Regions from separate parts of the Mus musculus genome. Here region 1 is linked to region 2. The links are chromatin contacts, called in public promoter capture Hi-C maps. All regions are on one chromosome and are shown on one strand. The core of a region is the stretch at or near the end of the contact, and the rest is flanking DNA. Distances in the headings are between cores, read along the strand shown.

The links. Promoter capture Hi-C pulls out the DNA fragments that hold promoters and counts their contacts.
Region 1: a promoter capture Hi-C map of liver shows a contact between it and region 2, with 6 times the contacts expected there. The contact joins the promoter of Qrsl1 here to the promoter of Cd164 in region 2. A contact is called at or near these places in 2 of 39 promoter capture datasets (liver and pre-B cells).

The regions. Positions count from the first base shown.
Region 1 is chr10:43,899,898-43,903,947 of GRCm38.p6, forward strand. Qrsl1 (glutaminyl-tRNA synthase (glutamine-hydrolyzing)-like 1) reads right to left here and starts at 1,839. Exons shown (of 11, transcript NM_001081054.2): 1 at 1,717-1,839. The coding sequence starts at 1,740. It overlaps Rtn4ip1 (reticulon 4 interacting protein 1), which reads left to right and starts at 1,910. Exons shown (of 9, transcript NM_130892.5): 1 at 1,910-2,639. The coding sequence starts at 2,366.
Region 2 is chr10:41,517,985-41,521,745 of GRCm38.p6, forward strand. Cd164 (CD164 antigen) reads left to right here and starts at 1,516. Exons shown (of 6, transcript NM_016898.2): 1 at 1,516-1,716. The coding sequence starts at 1,551.

The DNA of each region.
Region 1 (4,050 bases), core at 589-3,088, 2.4 Mb after region 2:
ATTGAAGCAAGACTAAGACTTAAGGTGGGACGGTATCTCAAGAGAACAGACTAGAGGGCTTAGTGAGTTGATGGACAGGGAGAGTGAAGGGCAGTGTACAGACCCACGGGTAACGGTGTGCTTCCCGGTTTTGTTCTGGCTTGGGCAATGACACCTCTGCTTTGTTTAGAGTGTTCTGGGCATTTGGAAGAGCCCTCCAGAAGGCCCTCACAGATACGAGCCTGGGCAGGGCTTCTGAAGCTTTTTCTACTCACAATCCTTTTGTGCTAGACAAGCTTTGCAAAGCACAGGTATACTGAGATACAAAGTAGGTATACAAGGCATTAATTGCTAAATCATAAAGGATTTGATTTTAGAACCATTCTATGGAGTCTAGAGTAGTGCCTCAGCAGCTAAGAGCACTGGCTGCTCTTCCACAGGCCCTGAGTTCAAATCCCAGCACCCATAAGGCAGCTCTCAACCACTTAAGACTGTAGTGACATGGGATCTGATACACTCTTCTGGTGTGCAGACATACATGCAGTCAAAAGACCCATATACAATAGATAAATAAATAAATAAATATAGATATTTACAAAATTATTTGGTGTACATAATTCTACTATTAAAGATGAAAGTAAACCTGCATACCAATAAATGCATAGACTTGCTTATTTTTAAATAAAGAATTAAATCCTGGCTGTAGGTTTCCTCAACGTTTTTCATTTTTTTTCAGTTTACCAATATTTTGATTTGATATATCAGTGCTGAGAACACCACTTTGCATAAATATGTTGTACAAAATTGTAGGAGCATGTTTAGCGCCATATTGGGAAAAAGCTGAATAATCTCACATCAAAACTTATTTAGTGATTTTTGAATGAGACTCAAGTCAATAACTCAGCCATTTTTAGAATCAAGCACCTTAAAGCAACAAATCCCAAAGATGCACGCATTTCACACTTAGGGTATGACAAGCTGAAAAACGATTTAGTAAAATATTAAAAGGTTTTGCTTTCTGAAATTAAATAATTATGTTTCTACAAGTTTAGAAAAGTTGCTCATATGTTAAATCTTAATAAACAATACTCTCGATTCTGAGTTGAGATGTTTCCGGCAGCATTTGCTGGGCAGTGCACACATACCCTGCTGCAGAGAGTCGTGAGGAAGCACCGCTGGGTGCGGTCAGAAACACCTTGAACTCACAACTCACAGTTTGATTTTTGAATTAACTTTGCCCACTGTCTCAGGAACACTCCTCCTTCCCTTTCAAAACTGCTGTCACATTTTCTCCTACATTTGTGGTTGCGACCTACAGCTTAAGTAGATGTTCAAACACGATGTGGTAGAAATCCTAGTTTTTTTTTGTTTTTTTTTTTAAGCCACCAATTTTTTTGTTTGTTTCAAATGTGCATGCTACAAAACCGCCCCGTCCCTAAGCGAGCACAGCAGCGACGGGACTGAGATGGCTTGTCTGAGAAACCTCTCCCTAATCGCGCGGGTTGACTGTCGTTCCACTCCACGGCTCAGGGGTTCAAACTTTTTGACGTTCTGACTCTAGGGGATTGACTCAGCGTGTACGGTAAGAGCTTAGGTTCGAATCCCACTTCCCACTCAGGAATGTAGGCGGTCGGGGGGGGGGGGCGTGCCGTGCGGCGTGACCCGGGGCGACCTTGAACTTCCGAGTCCTCCAGTGTCTCAGCCCTCCCTGGTCCCCTCCTGGCCATGTCCACTCACTTCTCGGAGAGTCCGGCCCAGCATAGCCCTCGGAGTCAGCCGGTAGCACCGGGTCCCGGAACAGAGGAAGGAGTCAATCTCTGCCACCGGCGTTACATGGGCGCAGACATCTTGGCTCCTCTTTAACAACGAGCGCCTGGATTGGTCGAGTTCCGGGCGGCGGAAATGATCTCTGCACACGATTGGCTCGCGCGCCGGCGACCGGAGGCGCGCGGACAGGCAAGGAGACCGCGGCCGGGGTCGTGTCAGGAATCCGCCTGACCTAGGAATTGCTAGCCTTGTTTGCTTGTCCCTCTGAGGACTCCCTGCTTGCTTGCTTTTTTTTCCTTAAGGGGAAGGAGAGCGTAAGGAAGGAATGGCCAGTGTACTGACTGGACGCCAACTGGGACATTTCTGACGTGGGGAGCACAGTAGCAATTCTATTTTAATTCCGTCGCGGCTTTAGGTTGAGTTTGCTTCTGAAAGCTCCCCCTCGCTTAATTGACCTGTGGGTTTGGCAGATTTTGGCTGAATTGAAATGTGTTAGTTTGACCTGCTTCAGGTCCTTTCTCTCCACCGTCGCACCCCCCACCCCCGCTCCTCCTTTCTTTTTTCTTTTTCTTTTTTTCTTTTCTTTTTTTCGAGGAAACGTTCTCCATCCCTGCTCAGGATGGGCGTTTTGAAGACCTGTGTACTTAGAAGAAGTGCTTGTGCCGCCGCCTGCTTCTGGAGAAGGACAGTTATCCCAAAGCCACCATTTAGAGGCATTAGTACTACGTCTGCGAGGAGCACTGTCATGCCCGCTTGGGTGATAGATAAATATGGAAAGAATGAAGTCCTTCGATTCACCCAGAACATGATGTTACCTATCATACACTATCCAAATGAAGTCATTATCAAAGTCCACGCTGCCAGTGTAAATCCTATAGATGTTAATATGAGAAGTAAGTTGTCCGGGTTTGTTTGGTTTTAAATCAAAATTCACTGGGCACACAGGTGTTTTGTTGTTTTTCTTTTGAAACAAGGGGTCGTTGTCTAGCCCAGGCTGGCCTCCAATTCATTGTATACCACTGACTAGTCTCCACTCTGCCGCCCTCCTGCTCTGCCTCTCCAGGCCTGGGATTTAGCAGGTGTAGACCACACCTAGTTAATAGACTACATTTAGGTTGGCGTGAGGGAGTCATTTAGGTTTCTTATTACATGTATTTATTTTGTGTTTGGGTGTGTGGAACAGGGCCCAAGTGGAGGTCAAAGGACATCTTGTGGGAGTGAGTTTCTTCCTTCTACCAGGTAGGCTCCGGGCATTAAACTGACCACCAGGCTTGGTAGCAAGCACCACTATAGGCAGAGCCATCTGGTTTCTGATACTATCCCTGCAAATATTTACGACGTTTTGTTGTCACAACTGCTAAGGTATACTTTAATCTTTTATTAAATGTGTTTGTTTCCTTTCACATATGAGTTGGGACCGAGAAGTGATATCTACAGTTAATTTGCTCTGTGGTAATTTTAGGGTCCAGCACAGGCTCCAGAGTTTGGCTATGTTTCCCCATCAGTTCAGAGTCTGGGTCTATGTAATTCCTGTATCCTTCTTGCTGTCCCACGGTTCACAGCTTCTGTTATAGGCCCAGTGTACCAAGCAACAGAGCAGAACTCCTGATAGGGGCACAGCATCCTCGTCATTTCTCATATCCCCATTCCCCACTCCCCACCTCCAGCTTAAATGTGTTTTCTTGTTATACACCCGCTGAAGCTGGGATAATGTTATCCTAATTTCTCTTGCTGGGTCATATTGAACAGCTTGGGGAGAGCATTCCTTAAATGTATTCTTATATTCTATACTGTGGTTCTATTATAGTGGTGAACAAATTGATTTGTATTTATAAATTACTTTAATTCTGGAAAAAACTGGCAAAAATATTGTCAGTCTCGCTTATGGGAACTCACGTGTGTCTTCTGAAGATGAATATGTTCTGAGATGACCAATTCACAGGAAGTTAACTACCTAGTGGTTAAGGAAGCTGCCATGTTTAACCCTGGGTCAGTGTTCTGAAGGGCTTGTGTGGGGGCCTACAGTGGCCTTCAGTGCCTCAGCAGGAGTGCTCATGTATGACTTAGTGTAGGGCAGTGATTGATATAGCACAGGATTTAATTCCAAAGAGGTTTCTGGGATAGAAGAACTGTGTATGTCAGTGAGATGGCCCAGTGGGGAAAGGCACTTGCTGTCAAGCCCAAAGACCCAGGTTCAGTCCCTGTGACTTGCATGGTAGAAGGAGAGAAATCACCATGGAAAGTTGCCTGTGCCACATTTTGCTATGCCCTAAATAAATACAATTTAATAAGTTGTAAAAATAA
Region 2 (3,761 bases), core at 266-2,765:
TTTGGGAGCAGGAAGAGGAGATGGAACATAACCTCTGCTTTAAAATCTCCAAACAGAAGTTCTTCTTTTAGCCTAGGTGTCATGTGAGGCGTTTGAGAGAACAGCAGCTTCTCTAAAGCTCTTATGATGACTATTTGACTGCACCTTAATGCTAAGACCATTGATTTGGTCAGTCACAACCCACTGGCTCATATTTATTTTACAGAGTACACCCACAAAGGAACCACATTAAATTCATTACTGGCAGAAATAAGGGCTTTCAATCTTTCGCTAAAGTTGTAAAAATGCTTTTAGAGTCATTTTTTAAAATGCATACTACAGCGAAACAGACACCACCGAAACATCTGATATTCTTGTTATTAGGGTCACATGCATAATTAAAATTATGACATTAAAATTGTAACATAAAATATGGCAAACGCTAAACAATCAAGACAGCATAGTGCAAAACCCAGGGACTCTTGCATGAGGGACAATCGTTCTACCAAATGAACTACATTCCTAGCTCTACCTATCATTTTCAAGTCTCATTTAAAAAAAAAAAAAAAACCAAAACCACCTACTATAAGCATGTCAAGCGTTGATTATTTTGTGAGACCCGGCATCAGATGGCGCTCACGACTAAAGAGAGCCAGAGTCCGCCAACAGGCACTGAAAATGCCTGTTCTGCCACTATGCTATCCTAGTGTCAGGGTCAGGTCACTTTCCCCAAGTCTCATACTTCGTCGCTCGTGATGTGGGGATAGGAAGAGGCACGAAGGCTTTTCATCCCTAGCCGTCTTCCTCTCTGACCACAGTGATTGGGGCTGGGACAGATCGATCCCTACTGCGGATCTCTGAGTGACTCGGAAGAAGCAGGTGAGGCAAGGGCACCGGTGGCGGTTACGACAAGGAAGCGTCCGGGACAGATCACTTTCGGTCCCACCCACAGCTACGGGCACTGAACCAGTGGCCCGGCAAACTCTTGGATCCCGTGGTTCCGTCATTACTGAGTCCCCGAACTCTCAAAAACAAAAATTCACACTTAAAAATAAATCAAGCTTCACGGAAGAAAAGGCGGCTCCTACAGAGCCCTAGGCGAGCGCGGTCAGCAGAACTCAAGCTCAGCGGTCTCAGAGCCTCCGGGCTTCTTACCCGCAGCGCGCTACCGAGGGGTCACGTGACACCTCGCGGCCCGCCTCCCAGGCGGCGCAGGTGGACGCCCCTCGCTACGTCACGTGGGCAGTTCCATCCTTGCCAGGGCGGGGGGAGATCATCCGTGGTGCAGATGTGAGGAAAGCTCCATTGTGCCGCGCGTGATCCTCCCAGGACAAGAAGGACGGCTTGCGACGCACGGACTGCTGCCCTAGAGGTCTCCGCGGCCGCTTCTCTCCCTCCGGCCGGCTTCCTAGTGGTCTCGCCCGTTCCGCCCCGCCCCGCCGGGCTGCTCACGTGACCGGCGCGCGCTCCCGCGGGGCGGGCTTCTCGGGGGGCGGCGCCGCAGGGACGCAGTGCTAGACGGAGCCTGCTTTGCCGCAGCTTTTCTCCCGGACGCCTGGGCTGAAGACACAATGTCGGGCTCCTCCCGCCGACTGCTCTGGGCCGCCACCTGCCTCGCCGTGCTCTGCGTCTCGGCCGCGCAGCCCAACATCACCACCCTGGCTCCCAACGTGACCGAGGTGCCGACCACGACCACCAAAGTGGTCCCGACGACGCAAATGCCCACCGTGCTACCAGGTGGGCGCCCGCCGCACGCGCCGAGCCGGTGGGGACTCGCGCAACATGGCCGCCCGGCCGGAGGACGGCGGCCCGACGGGGTGGGGGGCGAAGGCGACAGGCGAGCTAGGCCGCGAGCGTTGCCCTCAGAGGCGCCATCCCCCCAAGCGCCTGGTAACTCCGCGCCGCAGCTCGGGACGGCGACGTGGCTTGCTTCCGCGGTGGCAGTTAGGAGTAATTGGACGAGGCGACGCGCCCCGCGGTCGGCGGGGTGCGCAAACTTTGGGCTCGTGGGACAGACTCTTGTCCTCCCCTCGAAACTTCTCCGGAAGTTTCTAATGAAGGAGTTCGGGATAGGTGGGGGACATTTAGAGATGAGTTGGGTGTCCCTTTGCCCCCTCCCACCAGCGAGCCTCCTGTAACTTCACGTTGACTTAGCTGAGCGGTGTTGGCTGTATCTGAGATTTGAGTGGTAAGGGAAGAACGAGGCTTGTGGCGGATGATGAGAAGTGAAACCTAGGGACATATAAAGAGCAAGATGTGATCTCCCGGGGGCCTGTGTTTTAAGGCTGTGGAGTTAGGTTGAAATTCAGTCTGTCCGTTTTTCTGAAATCCGATCAAGGAACACGCCTTTTGTTCAACTCTAGGGTTCGTTAAGGCTTGTACAAATTGGCATAGGCCGTGACGACGCAAATGAGACAGAAGGTAAATTTGAAGTAATGAGGTGAAAACACGACGTGCTTTAAGTTGGTTATTGCTCTTAATCTAGTAACTGCGCTTCTCAACCTAAAGATTGACTTGTCCTAGTGCCTTCTCTAGGGTTTTGGTTTTTTTTTTTTTTTTTTTTTTTTAATATGAATAAAACTAAGTAGTTCCCGATTTTTTGTTAGAAGGATGCTAGGGTAACAGATATTTTTAAATGAACAAAGTAAATTACAGAACAGTTCTGGGAATCTCTATCACGGTTAAAGTGATAAAGTAAAATATTGTTTGACTCCTACCTACTTGACAATTTCCTCCCAGACTTGTAATGTGTGGGTTCTTCATATTGTTTTAAGAGAAGCCTGGAAATACAAGTTAATTGCCTTGTATAATTGAAATGCCCACAGAGGAGATAACTTGTGTTTTCTGGCAATTACGGGGTTAGCTGCAGCATTCCGAAGGCTGCATCCATTATCAGGCTACACTGTTGTGAACAGCGTGTCTTAAGAACGAGTACTTTATGAATGGTTCTTCGTGTCCTGTTTGCAGTAAATACGTGTTGAGATCCAGGGCTTCAGCAAAGGAGAATGGTGCAGGCGACTAGTTTCTAGAAAAGAAAGGAACTTAGCTCCATTCTGGCCTGCTAAATTCTAATTTCTGGATTGTTTGGTTTAGTGTTCCCGAAGCCCCAACCATACAGTTGTTTTGTTGCCACTTTGTAACTAATTGTGTTGCTTGTTTTGAATCCTAATGTAAATATGATAGGCAGATGGTCTTAGCAGGCCCCTGTGAAAGGGCTGTTCCACTCACCCACACCCCCAGAGGGGTCAGGACCCACAGGTTTGGATTGCTGTCGGGCACATATATGACAGTGGCCCCTTTAGGAGCATTTCCAGGTTGTAGAGAAGACTGTGGAAGTCAAATCACCGATGAAGACAAAATCTATTGAGATTGGCTTGTTTCTGTTCGAGTTGAATTTTTTCAAGCTTACGCGCTTTATTAAAACTTGTTTCTCTGGTGTTTGGAGGCAGTGGCTTCTCTGTGTTGATGTTCTAGTGTTTACTGTTTTATCTTGAGAGTCCATGAATGTATCTTCAGTCTTGTGAAGGATTGGCTGACAGTCACTTCCTAGTACTGTATACTCCCACCAGCTGTGGAACCCACTCTGTCTGGAACTCAGAGATCTTCTGCTTCTCCCTCTGAAGTGCTGGGATTACACTACCCCAGGCTTAAATAATTGTTTAATATTCGTGTGTATGTACATGTATGTGAACACACTTCCTGCCCCAGCATGCAAATGGAGGTCAGAAGACAACATTGGTTCTCTCCTTCCACCTTGTGCGTCTGGGGGATTGAACTCAGGT